3 separate regions of the Rattus norvegicus genome follow, and regions 1 and 2 are each linked to region 3. Evidence: chromatin contacts called from public Hi-C data. All regions are on one chromosome and are shown on one strand. Each heading gives the region's core, a stretch centred on a gene start, on an enhancer-like site or on the middle of the called end of the contact. The rest is flanking DNA. Distances are from core to core; before and after follow the strand shown.

Region 1 (4,598 bases), core at 1,219-3,718, 210 kb before region 3:
AAGGGGCCCACACAAGATTGTCTCAGTCAGTCATAGAAGGGGAGGGGGCCCACAGGGCCCTGCCCTGTGCCACTGACCATCACTGGTGTACCCACTGCTCAGCCTACCAGACTCCAGCTCCAAGCCCATGATCACACAGAAGGCACCGGTTAAACTCAATGGATCTCAAAAGGAAATGAAGACATGATCCTAAAAGAAAGATCTGAGGGGGTTGGGTTGGGTATTTAGCTCAGTGGTAGAGCGCTTGCCTAGAAAGCGCAAGGCCCTGCGTTCGGTCCCCAGCTCCGAAAAAAAAAAAAAAAGAAAGATCTGAGGGGAGAATGGGAATGTGGCGGACGGGGTGGGAGGGAGATCTGAGAACAGGGTACAGTGAGCATGGTCGGTATGTACTGCTGAAATTGTCTAAGAACCAGTTTAATTAATAAAATGAAACTGCAGCGGTTAGGATATTTGTTATATCCACACTGTTGGCCTCTAGAGGGAGCACGAAGGTTGCGTTTGTTAAGTAGTAAAGCGCCTTAGAAAGAACTCAGGGCTCACCCGCGGAAACTCACTCAGATCTGTAACCCACGGAAACCCGTACCAGCAGGTGGGGCTATTTCCTTGCAAATAGTCGTACGGGTTTTCTTCCCTCCTTTCTCTGCGCTCCCATCCTTGCCTAGCCTTGAGTAGCTGGAGAGCCCACCCTACAGGCAACTTCTCGCCTAGGAAGTCAGTGTTAAAATTCTAGAGTGCCCAGTTGTTTGCCCAGTCTTTTTTTTTTTTTCTTTTTTTCGGAGCTGGGGACCGAACCCAGGGCCTTGCACTTGCTAGGCAAGCGCTCTACCACTGAGCTAAATCCCCAACCCCTAGAGTGCCCGTTGTTTCTTGCCGGTTTCCTGCCTTGCGGGTGTTTTTTCCTATAACTGTTCCCAATAAACATGGCAACTTTCTCTGAAATAAAAACTCAAAGAATAGCGATCGATGATTTAGTTCTAAATACCTGTCTATTCTCTCCCTCCGATTAAGGCTAAATTCACGGTGGCTGTTCCTGGATTTTAAACGTTCTGTGACACCCAAGAGTTTTCCTTGTCTACCTGGAGTCTGGTTGAGATTTGTTTTTTCTCCTTTGACCCACGGAGACTTTGGCCCCTGGTGCACTGTTTATCGCCAGGGAGAGGCTGTCTTCACTCTGTCTGCCCAACATTAAGCCACCATCTGTGTGTAGCTGGCTCCCAAATACCATCTTTCCATCTGCTTGTCTCTCTACAAGGAATTTTTTAAAAAAAAATTTAGTTTTCTTTTTATTGGTTATTTTTGTTATTTGACAATTTCATGTGTGTACATAATTTATTTTAATTTTGTTGCAATTGTTTTTTTAAATAGCGTTTCACTGTATATAGCTTTGATTGACCTGGAATGCACTTGGTTGATCAGGCTGCTCTTGAACTCACAGAATTCCAACTCTCTCTGCCTCCCAAGTGCTGAGATTAAAGGCGCGGCCACCAAGCCTGGCTTTTGCTGGAATTTTAAGTTGTTTTAAAACAGAGAGCTTGATTTCTTCACATTAGCCTGTTTCTGCCCCAGGAGTCCCCACTCCAGAAAGAAGTCCATCATGTGTTCCTAATTCTTACGTGTTACCTTCCTGTCCACTGTTGTCAGGTGCATTGGCCAATCCTGGAGGTCCTGCTTGGGAAGTATTTCCTCATATGCTTCCTTCCTTCCTGCTCTCTATTCTCCTCTGATAATAGCAAGTTACATCTATCTCATCCAAATATCTGGATAGCTTCCCACAGGAGCAATGATGGCCGTGATTTGGAGAAAGCAATGTGCTTTTCTCTTTTTCCTGACTATGTCTTCAAACGTGCAAGCCAAAAATAAATGAATGAATAAATAAATAAAGTCAAGATCTGATTTTGGACATAAAAAATGGAGTTTTGCAGAAAGACAAGAAGTTTAAAGGTTGCCTTTGAGGGAGACAAAAGATTTTATTAATGTTTTCGGTTTCCAGTTCCACAGCAAGGATTAGCCTGGAAGAATATAAATGTCTACCACAAAGTAGGAGGTGTTTATTATACCAATTCTCAGTGGCAAGACTGTAGCTCGGAAGTGGAGGGCTGTGAGAGTCTGCCCTTCAGCCTGAATAAACCACCGGAGGTGGATGGGGTGCATGGTCTTGTGGATGTCTGACTTTCCCTTCAGGCTGCAGTCTGGAGACAGGCAGGAAAGAGGAAGAGAGGTTCCAGGAGGCCTGCTAAGGAACTTCTTGGCCACCCTGGAGGGTGATGAGATAAAGTAAGCTAGAGATGTCCGAGAGACCGACTGTAATCATGTCCCTCCACATTCGTCTTTCCTCTCAGGATATAAGAACACGGGGTGAGAGCCAGAGTGCCCCTGCGGGCCTGCTGACACGAGGGCATAGAGGCGCCTGAACATCAAACCAGTGAGAGCTGAAGGGAGGGAGGGAGGGAGGCAGTCAGAGAGCCACTAGGGACCAGCTGAAAGGGAGGGACAGACAATAATGTCTACCAGCTGCAATCTCAGCGGCCTCCCTTAATGACACCGCTGAGGATCATCAGCAAAGGGGACAAAACGTAGCTCTGGAAGCCAGAGGACCCCGTGTGGTTTTGAGGACTCTTTCCTCCTAAATCCATGAGCCATCCTCTTCACTAGGGACAGAGCTGGTAATAAAACTGCAGATTAAGCACAGTTCCCCCAAGGGGCAGATTGAACTGTGTTAGTTAGCATGAAGGCTCTCTCCGGACGCATCTGTCTCCCCGGACTGGGGAGGGGCTAGTGGGCAAGCGCAGATCTAGGCGAGTTTGGGTCTCGTTTCCGAACACTGGAGCTCTGGGGTGAATTTGTTGCACCCCGGTACTTGTCTATCCTTGTGCTTCATAGGCGTTCAGGAGTTATAGAACCTTTAAAGGCATGAGAATTGGATGCGATCTCCAGTTGGGCACTGAATGAAACACCAGCACTTCAGTGCCTAGGCCTCGGCGGTGCTGAGCCTGCCAAGCCCCGCCTCAGCCTTTCCTAGCTCCAGGTCTGTAGCTTCATAAGCGTCCCCCAGCCCCTGCTCTGTACTTTGTTCTACCTCCTGCCAGAGCAGATGTCTCCTACCACACTGCTTCGTTCTAGAACACCCCATGCCCCCTCCACGGAGGGTCTGTATGCTGTTTCCTTCTCCCTGCATTTCAGCTCTGGTGCTCTGAGACGACTCTTTAAGCAGCATGGTAGTAGCTTAGTGCTCGATTCACACCCAGGTCTCTGGAGGCACAGGCTAAAGCAGGGGTTCTTAACTGTGGGGGTCGCCAGCCCTTTGGCAAACTTCTGTCTCCAAAAAGATATTTACGTTACAATTCATGACTGCAGCAAAATCGCAACTATGAAGTAGCAGTGGAAATAATATTATGGTTGGGGAGGGTCACCTCACCACGAGGAACTGTATTAAAGGGTCAATAGCATTAGGAAGGTTGAGAACCACTGTGCTAAAGGTCAGGTCAGGAGTCTACAGTTCATAAACGTTCTGCGGGTACATCTGGGTGCAGCCAGCCTGAGAGCTGCTGAACCAGCAGGCGGAGGACAGACTGTTTAGCTCCATAAACTGAGGGAATTAATTGTGTTGTTTTAAATTTCTCAATTAGCACAGAGCTAATGATTCAAACACATTTTATGTCTGAATCTATAGATATTGGCTCTCCTGCCTTTGGAAGCATTTCTCAGTAGCAATTGGAGTCTTCAGAATTTCCACTTGAATGCTAGCTTCAGCTTATAAGGGGAGGAATCAAAATTGAGAAGGCTCGTGAGCATCCCAGTGCAGAGGCACAGCGGTCCCTTTCCTTCTCTAAGCCATAGAACTCCACAGTCTACTGCAGAAAGCTCTCTTAGCTTTAATGAGATCCCCACTGGATCCCAGAGACATCTGCTTTCTTTCCTCTCCGTTCCCTCAGTACTCCAGGGCCTTATTTCCGCGAAGAGCCATGTCATCAACAAGATTAGCATTTCCGGATAAGCCCTGTCCTCAGGAACCTTCTTCTGCTCATTTATTCTCTCATTACCACTCGTAAAAAAGCAGGTGGGCATCTGAGAACCAGGCTGGTCCACATCATGTGCTCATCAATTTAAGTAGATAACTCCATGATAGATGTTTCCTTTTAGGTTATACTGTGGATCTTGTGCGTGTGTGTCTGTGAGTCTGTGTGTTAGTGCATGCACGAATGCACACGCGCACGTGTGTGTGTGTGTGTGTGTGTGTGTGTGTGTGTATGTGCGTGTGGCCAGAGGATGTCAGCTGTCATTCCTCAGGTGCTGTCCACCTTATTTTTTTGAGATAGGATCTCTTACTTCCTTGGAGCTTGTCACGTAGGAGAGGCTGGCTGGTCAGAGAGCCCCAGGCATCCGCTTGTCTCTACTCTCTTCTTTAACGCTAGGGTTTTAAGTACATGTCACCACACCCAACTTTTTTTTTTTCTTGATTTAGATCCTGGGAGAATGGAGCTCAGTTCCTCACATTTGTAACACAAATCTTAGTAAGACATAATTACCTACAGTGAATTATATCCATTTAGGTGAAGGCAGTTTTGTCACCAAGTAAGATTTTACAAATGTCTGTAATA
Region 2 (4,382 bases), core at 1,052-3,551, 140 kb after region 3:
CAGCATCAAAGGGTAAAACCAGACTACACACAGAACTGCATTCCTCCTAGTGAGGAGCACATTAGGAACATCCTGTGGTAAGGAACACATCCTTTCTCAGTCCCCTCTCTACCTTTAGTGGACTGTTTGCTGCTTCCAAGTGGCATTTTGTGTTGCAGGGGTTTATAAAACCAACTCGGATAGTTCAAAATGGTTTACAAACCTTTATCATGTAAGAGTGACTATTGTGGACTTCAAACTGTTTTTTTGTTTTTTTTTTTTTTCTTTTCTTTTCTTTTTTTCGGGGCTGGGTACCGAACCCAGGACCTTGTGCTTCCTAGGCAAGCGCTCTACCACTGAGCCAAATCCCCAACCCTGGACTTCAAACTGTTAATGTGACCATTACAATTCAGAAAAACAACTCACATAGTAAATTTTATCACAATCTAGCCTTGGACAGTAAGTCAGATCTTAAACACACTTTTTTTTAAGCTCCTTAAAATACTTTGCTCTTTGTGTTGCCTAATTATTTTATAATTGCAATTATGTTTCACAGTCTAACAATATGCTGGGGTTTTTTTTCTCAGCTAGATTTTGATATATGTAACCTGAAAATAAATCAGATTTAGGAGCTCTTTTCCAAAACAGTCATATGTTTATTTGTATGCCATTTATCTCATTAGACATCAATTAATTACCAATTAATATCCAATGTTCTGTTTTTTCCCAAGACAGGGTTTCTCTGTGTAACCCAGGTTGTCCTGGAACGCACTCTGTACACCAGGCTGGCCTCAAACTCAAAGATCCACTTGCCAGACTCTGCCTCCCAAGTGCTGGGATTAAAGGTCTGTACCACCATGGCCCACCAGAATGGTGGGCTAGTTTTTATATCAATTTGATTGACAAAAGGCTAGATTATTTGGGAAGAGGGCACCTCCACTGAGAAAATGCCCCCAACCACACTGGCCTTCGGTTAATTTTCTAAATGATGATTGACGTCAGATGGCGCTGCTCACAGGAAAGGGAGGAGTTACCATCCCTGGCTTGGTGGTCCTGCATACTTAAAGAAGCACGCTGAGCCTGGCCAGTAAGCAACATTTCTCCATGCCTTTCCGTCAATTTGGATGCCAGGTTCCTGCACTGAGTTCTTGTCCTGATTTCCCTCAGCGATGCAGGGTGGCCTGCAAGTTGTATACTGAAATAAACACTTTGCTTTTGGTCATGGTGTTTAATCACAGCAATCAGCGATCTCAAAGCTAGCTTCTATGGATATCAAGTGTTCTTCCTCAGGTGTCTGCACCTAAATGAGAAAGCTAGACGCTCAGGCCCTCCTCTCTGGAGCAGCAACGTTCACAGAACACCCTGAAGCTTGTAGCTCTGTGGGTGCCAGTTGGGGTCCCTCTACTTACGATGCCAGGCATCCCAGCAGATCCAGATGGGAGCAGAACAAAAAGGACTTCTTCACCTGTCTACCAAAAGGAGCAATGAGACCTCCATTCTGCTGGGGTCTTTGGGAATAATGAAATCATTTAGGCTGTCTTTTGCACTGCTCACCGCAACGAAGGCCACCTTCACCAAGGGTAAACATCATTTTGAGGGCCACAGGCAGAGGCTATTTCAACCTGGGGAGACAGACTGAGCGGGGGCGGATGGGCTTGGGCGACACTCACAGCCCACATGCAGGATAAAACTGTGAGGGCGAAGTGGGTGCCGGACGGGAGGGGACAGAGGAGTCACGAAGTCTCCAGTACTAGGGACCGCCTCTCTTCGCAGAGGCCGCCCCAGTTTTGAATTATCAAGCGGTGGCTCAGGTAAAACAACCATTCCCAGGTAACCCGTCTAGGCCGGTGAGGGAGCGTCAGGGGACTAGGGTGTGTAGAGGGCAATAGCGGAGAAGAGAATCTTTTAGACGGAAGGGAGAGTCGACAGTCTATTGCCCTCCCCCCGGCCTCGGTGCCACAGGAAAGGCATGCAAAGCAGAGTCCACTTTATATAACCCAGTTGAGCCCGGCTCGGTTATCCGATGCCTAGAGGAGTGAACACTTCCTTCGCGTTCTCCGGTCCCTGGGTCTCTTCACCCCTCCGCAGGTCTCTTGGTTGGGTCCGGGGCGGGGCGGGGCGGGACAGGGAGAGCAGCGCTCCACGTGCAGCCGCGATCCCCCCCCCCCCGCCCCAGCTCTCTGCTTCTTCCGCTGCTTGGTCTCCGCCTCCAACTCGAGGTGGGGCGGGGCCTCGGGCAGGGAGGGCGTGTCTCGGGCGGGCCGTGGGCGTGAACTCGAGGGGGCGGAGCGGAAGGCGTGGGCGGGGGGCGGGGCAGCTGCAGTGTGGGTCTGGCGGCAGCGGGAGAGCTGGGAGCTGCGAGTAGGCTCGGCGCCGCTGTAGCAGACGCCGATTCTGAGTCGGACGCCTGGCTCTGGCGACTTTGGAGGTACGCGCGGGTGCAGGCGCCGGCCTGCTGGCCCCCTTTCTGGGACGGCGCGCCCTGGCCGCCGCTGTGCCCCCTGCTGGTCTAAAGTGCGATTCCGGGCTTTGCGGCTCTCGGCGTCTTTCTTCTTTCTCACGGGGCTCTGGGCGTCGGGCACCGGGCGGGCAGGTCGCCTCTCCGCGAGTTGGAGCTCGCCCACGCTGGGGCGGGAGGCCGGGGCCCCCAGGCAGCCGCGACCGCGGGGGAGGCGCGGAGCTAAGGGCCCGGGCTCTGCGTTTCTGCGCCCAGGACTCTGGCTCGAGGGGCGCCTGTCTGTAGTGCCCCGTCTGTGACTAACTGGGACCAGCCGTGAGTCCCGTGCACCCGAGCGATGTGCGGTATTGCCTGTTGTGCACGCAGGCCGGGCAGCCAGCTTGGGAAGGCACCCCAGCGCGGCTGTCCCGTATCCCCGCCAATGCCTAGTGTGGGAAACCCCTGAGGGGAGCCTCGGGGACACACGAGTCCGGGGTGCGGCCTGCAGAATTTTGGTTTCTGGAGGAACTTATCACGACCAGGTAAAGGAGACCACTAGCCTTCCCTCCGGGAAAGCCGGGATGTGAACAGATCGGGGCCACCCATGTGAAGTCTACAGGATTTAAACAACACTTGGAGTTCTGGCATGGCTTAGCCTAATGGTGGAGCGCTTTCTTAAAGGCAAGGAATAGATGGAAAGCTGTCAAAACAAGCACATTTAAAGTTGAAATAAAAGCTGGCACAATTTTCAGACCGTACAGTTTTGTGGCTAGTGTCGGAAGAAATACTGCCTCAGTGGCCCTCTTACACCTTTTGGGGATTTGTTTATTTATTTATATAAGCAGCCAGTATGTTTTGCTAGCATTGCCCCCCGGGAGCTGTGTAGTGCCCACAGTGGGGAAGGAAAACTTGTGCAAGGGTTCTCGGCACGTGTGAACGTGGAAGGAAAAGTGTATACCTTGCCAGATTTTCCACACATGATTCCCTCCTTTCTTTGGACCAAGTGATGTGTTTTTGTTTTGTTTTGTTTTGTTTTTTACCGGTTTTCGAAGCATCTACTTTTAGCTTTTGCATGAAATACCCCCTGTTGCCACAGTGTGTAGTTTGGGGATTAGAGAATGCTTTTGGAGAAAGCTGCTAGTGGCTTCATTTTCCAAGAATGTAAGTCATTTCCTTTCTGTGGTTTCAGGGAGTTGATACTTCACAGCATCAGAAACTCTGTGGGGAAATTTTTCCGTAATACATCTGTCATTTAAAGGGCTTGTGACTTTTGAGTTTTCTTAAGGACTGTGCATAAATTTAGGCCCGTCATTGTTAAAAGGACAAAAATCGGTTTTGTTTGTTTGTTTTCTCCTATCCCGAATCTAGAGTATTGAGACTGCAGTAGAAAGTTTTAACAGCCAAGACCTTGCAAATGGCTTGCAGGATGGAGAGTGGGGGGAGGGGAAGAGTGCAGAAAGGAGCAGGAAAACAGATGCCTTTTGCTCTGGTCCTTTGTAGTAAAACTTCTAGCACCTAATCATTTTCCTTGGGTGTGGTTTTGAGAAATTATAGTTTTACGTTAAAAATGAGAATACTCCACAATTGGAGGTGGTTGACATTGAAATGTGAGGTTTTTAAGGGGAGGATATGTTTGTAAACATACTGACTTCATATTTCATAGTAAAGTAGACCTCTGGTAGATTATTAGATGGAGAGGGTCCCTCAGGGGATATCCCATATCAAGTCATCTGCAGGATATCTTCTCCAGAAATCGGACTGACTGTAATAAGAACTCCCCCCACCCCCCTTCCCCCCCCACACCGCCCCCGACTCCCGCTCCCCACCTACCAGCTTTGAGTCGCTTGTAGGTACTGGCGATCTGACGCTGATGGGCCACACTAATCTCAGTTCTTTCAGGGCTCAAAAGATTCTGAGACAGGCAAGTCTTTCTGTCTTTTCCATAGCTTCCTTTTGGGGGTTAACA
Region 3 (4,895 bases), core at 1,826-4,325:
GTTACTGTGATGCACACTGTGACCCAAAGTCCCTTGGGGAAGAGTTTATTTGGTTCACACCCTTCCCCCACTGCCCCCAATCACGGTCCATCACAGAAGGAAGTCAGGGCAGGAACTTGGAGACAGGAACTCAAGCAGAGCCGTGGAGGAACGATGCTTCCTGGTTTGCCGTCTGTGGCTCACTCAGCCTGCTTTCTCATACCACCCAGGACCACTTACCCAAGGTTGGCACTGTCCACAGGGGGTTGGGCCCTCTCGCATCAATAATTGATCAAGGAAATGACCCCATAAACTTGCCCCCAGACCAATCTGATAGAAGAGTTTTCTCTATGGAGGTTCCTTCTTCTCAGAGGACTTTAACTTGTATCAAGGTGACAAAAACAAAAACAAACAAAAAAGATGCCCGCACGCTCTGCCTCTGGTACTCTGCCATAGCTACAACAGAAGTCTAAACTCTACAGTAGAACCGTTTGCCATCAGGAATCTAACCAACAGACTGTCAGCTTCCCTGTCAGCTCGAGCCACACTGCCTCGCCGATCCTCTTTTTCTCTGCATTAAATACACCCCCATTCCACTCTCTACTACTCCATAAAGGTGCCACAATTGTCTTCTCTTCCGAGCTCCGGGTCCAGCTCCCAGGGACTGGCCCCCACTCCCTTCCCGTTCCTGTGGCTGTGGTAGAATATTTGGAGCAGTGCCTGCATGCAGGCGGTGTCGGATCGGTGTTTACAGTTGCAAGAAAGGAGCACAAGCGAAATCAGGGCTCCGGGAGATGATGGAAGATACCAGAAAGGAGGCGAGAAAACACTGAGCCCCACGTTAGAACAGCAAATGTGATGTGTCAGAACCATCAGAACAGAATGAGCTGAGAGGACTCACAATGTCTGTGCTGAGGTGGGAGGACCAGAGAAGTTCTGCTTCCTGCCCGGACGCTGGATGCTGGCAGGGAGTTTGAACAGAGGATTTTGACATGATACATCAAAGCCTTTAAAAAGACGGCAGCATTTGACCCGGTACTTATGTTATGAAGAATTCCTCTAAAGGGAAGCATCTAATCAGTATTTAGTGGTGTTTATATAAAGAGTTTAGTTTATATCAACGGTAACCTAGTAACACATGCAATGCCCAACTACAGGCAATTGATTGAATAAACTAAGCACACTTTGCCCTGCACTGCTAACCAGTCATCAAAAGCTATAATACAGATCTATGTATATAAACATGGAAAGGTAATATTTATGACATGGTAGAATACACACACACACACCACACACACACACACACACACACACACACACACACACCACACACCACACACACACACACATACACACACACCACACACACACACATACACACCACACACACACATACACACACATCACACACATCACACACCACATACACACACACACATACACACACACCACACACACACACACACCACACACACACACACCACACACACACACATACACACCACACACACACATACACACACATACACACACATCACACACATCACACACCACATACACACACACACATACACACACACACCACACACACACACACACACCACACACACACACACACACCACACACACACATACACACCACACACACACATACACACACATACACACACATCACACACATCACACACCACATACACACACACACCACACACACACACACATACACACACACCACACACATACACACATATACACACACCACACACACGCATACACACACAAACATATACACACACATACACACACCACACATACATACATACACATACATACATACATACACCACACACACCACACATACACACACACCACACACACACACACACCACACACACACACACACACCACACACACACACACACACACACACACACGATTTCACTTAAAAATAGCAGCATAGAAAAGCCCAAGGACTATGTACTACAATGTTCCCATTATTATTGTAAGCTGGTATTTTTTACCCTTTAATTTTCTGAAGTTTTTGAAATTATAAAATATTAGTTATGTAATGAGAGAGGGGAGGCAGGGGGAGCAGAGAGGGGGAGGTAAGGGGAGAAGAGAGGGAGGATAGGGGAAAAGCAGAGAGAGCATAAACTATAGCCACTTAGATGTCTCATCCAGAATTCCAGTTCCCAGCTTTGCAGTAGCCTCAGGGCAGCCTGGCTGGTGTAGACACTTAGGGCAGCAGAAAAGTGGGGGTGCCAGTATTTCTAAAATCCTAGCTAGTCACAGATCCATATGAGGACATTTGGAAGACACTGGGCACTATAGCAACTGGTGGCCCTGAATAATTCATGACCATGGGTCTTTTCAAAATTCTACTATAAACAAAAATCATGAAAGAGAGATCAGTGTGTCTGAGCTCACACACAGCAAGGCGGCTAGAAGCAGATTCTAAAACTCGTGACCTCGTCTTTCCTGGATGTGTTTGTCCACCTACACAGCCAGCTCATGGAGAGCCTGCTACGTTCCCCTCCGTTTGAAGTCCTTCGGAGTGTTTGTTGAACGCACAACCCAGGGAAAGCCAAAAGGGGCGTGCTGAGCATTGCATGAGGAGTGTCAAGGGAAGGTCTGGGGTGCAAATAGTTCCACACTGCTTCTGGATCATTCCGTAGTCCTGGAGGCCAGGCAGGAAGCAAGGCGATTCCCTTGGTGCTGAGAGCAGGTACTCTACCTTCCAAGCTGCCACCTTGCCTTTCACCATTCCTTTCCCTGCAGTGTGCCCATGTGGACTCCATCTTGGACTCTAGAGCCACATTCTGGGCCCCTTAGTCCCTCAGCCCTACTAGCAGCTGTCCCTGTGGCTAGAGAAGGTTACGTCCTTAAGGAGGTAGGTGGGGAGCACTCAGCCAGCTCCTAACCGGTAACCTGCTGGGTTAGTCACACTCACCCTACCTGATACCCTGGACACATCCTCCCCTACCCCGGGCCTCTTCCAGCTCCTTTGGGCTGCTCAGACTCGTGAGTCTAGATAGAGGGCTCCTGAGCTGGCAGTGACAGCAGTTTAGCCAAGTCTGTCCCCAGAGCAAATTGTCTGGGCTCTCTGCCAGCAGCTAAGGAAACCCTGGCCCATGGAACAGGAACGGAGCACTCTCGCTGCTAATCACGTATTCACAGAGGAGACGTCCCTGCATCCCTGTCCTTTCCCACAGGTCCTCGCCCTCAAGCCCCTGCTTGTCCTGGAGCCTGCTGGAGCAGAGAGCAAAGATGGGAACAGGCAGTGGGCTGGTGTCCAAAACTCCAGGAAAAGTCAAATAAATGATCCAAAAAACAAAACAAAAAAAAAAACCCAAATAACAAATAACAAAAATGGCCCATTTTCAAAAGGCATGACTAGATAGCACAGATGAGAACAAGTGAGCCATTTTGCCTGGAAAGTTTATTGCAGCCCACTATGGGCACCTTCTCCTCCCCCTCCCTTCCCCAAACAAACAGTTCTGTGAGTTATGTCTTAAAACAAACTATAATTAAATCCTCTTGTCTACAAAGTTGATTTCTCTGTGATGTCTCTGAGCTGTTTTGATTCTTCCCTGCCTCAACTCGTCCTTTCTCTTAGGCCTTGCTCTCTCTTCCCACCCCATTCTTTAGACCTGGTTCTTCCTCTCTCTGTCCCTACATTCCTGACTGAAATCATGAATTGAGGCTGGCAGTCATTGTCTGACTACAAAAGACTGAGACTTGTGGCTTTTAAAAAGTCATCTTGAAAAGACAAGGTGGAGAGGTGACTCAGTGGTTAGTGTGTGCTGCTCTTCCAGAGGGCTCAAGTTTGGTTCCCAACATTCCTATCAGCTGGCTCACAACCACTCGTAACTCCAGGTCTGGGAAACCTGACTCCTCTGGGCCTCTGCAGGAATGCATGTGGACACATACACACACACACACCTTTTTTTTTTTTTTTAAGTCAAGAATAGATGAAGGCTATCCTTCTAGTACAAGTCCAGGAAGTTAAACCTTCATATGACTGCCCACCACTATTATAAATGTCTGTGTAAGTCCTTGTCTGGGATCACTTCTAGGGATGCTTTACAGGGTGTAGGAGAGATTCCAAAGCCAGACCTCCTTTTTTTTTTTTCCCTTGATGGATTTTCTTCCATCAAGTTTGATTCTAAACTACAAATTTCAATGAGAAAAGAATAAAATATTCTAGAAGGTTGTAGATTTGCCACTAGTAACAATATACGTCTGTGTGTGTGTGTGTGTGTGTGTGTGTGTGTGTGTGTGTGTGTGTGTGTGTGTGTGTGTGTTTTAAATAAGTCTCTAGGATAATCCAAGTGGAGGCGCTCCAAAACAAAATTTCCAAACCAGAGAAACATGGAGGCCAGGCACAAAAAAGTACTGAGGCTGGGTTTCTTACATTCAGAAAAGTTGAAAGTCACTTTTTAAATCATTGCTCCTGAGCCTGTCCTATGAGGAGCCGGGTTCTGAACTCTTCACTCCGTTAATTCTCCCGCCAGCTCCATGAGGAATCTGGGGCTTGGAGATCCTTACCCCTGTGAGTTTGGCTGGTAAGAGAGCATCCTAGAGGCTAACATCCTGGAGCGAAACAGAAAAGCAGGCGTGTGTAGTCGTGATGAACTTTTGCAGAGTGAAATGCTAGATTGTAAATCGGGGTTGTGCAGTTGTACTGGGAAGCACACACACCTTTGGTAGGTTTTAGAATGCACAGATGTCCTGTGTAAGAGATGTGAGGATCCTGTCTGTCACCGTTTTACAGATGGGAAAGCTGGAGAAAAAAAAAAAAGATGTTAGGTTTCTTGGAACAGGAAAAAGTAGCTAAAGGGGTCGAAGTTTACAAGTAGACATTCTATTCTCTTTTCAGTCACAGTACTTTACAATGAGTATTTGTGTAGGGATCA

Evidence for each region. A called contact is a pair of places that touch in the nucleus more often than the background predicts.
Region 1: a Hi-C map of frontal cortex shows a contact between it and region 3, with 3 times the contacts expected there. The contact joins two enhancer-like sites. A contact is called at or near these places in 3 of 12 Hi-C or Micro-C datasets (the A7r5 cell line, frontal cortex and psoas muscle).
Region 2: a Hi-C map of the A7r5 cell line shows a contact between it and region 3, with 2.5 times the contacts expected there. The contact joins the promoter of Frmd6 here to the enhancer-like site in region 3. A contact is called at or near these places in 1 of 12 Hi-C or Micro-C datasets (the A7r5 cell line) and 1 of 1 datasets of contacts at active chromatin or transcription factors (oligodendrocytes).

What each region holds. Positions count from the first base shown.
Region 1 is chr6:94,730,438-94,735,035 of GRCr8, forward strand. No RefSeq gene overlaps it. Among named protein-coding and RNA genes, the nearest start is that of Tmx1, 36 kb to the left of the region's middle. Within about 2 kb of position 2,469, at least 13 of the 93 cell types and tissues checked have an H3K27ac peak or open chromatin away from gene starts, as enhancers often do.
Region 2 is chr6:95,079,685-95,084,066 of GRCr8, forward strand. It overlaps Frmd6 (FERM domain containing 6), which reads left to right and starts at 2,302. Exons shown (of 14, transcript NM_001399291.1): 1 at 2,302-2,407. LOC134479217 (a long non-coding RNA gene) reads right to left here and starts at 2,171. Exons shown (of 2, transcript XR_010052262.1): 1 at 1,389-2,171.
Region 3 is chr6:94,935,621-94,940,515 of GRCr8, forward strand. No RefSeq gene overlaps it. Among named protein-coding and RNA genes, the nearest start is that of Frmd6, 140 kb to the right of the region's middle. Within about 2 kb of position 3,076, at least 48 of the 93 cell types and tissues checked have an H3K27ac peak or open chromatin away from gene starts, as enhancers often do. A contact at or near this core is called in the A7r5 cell line, where this site is marked.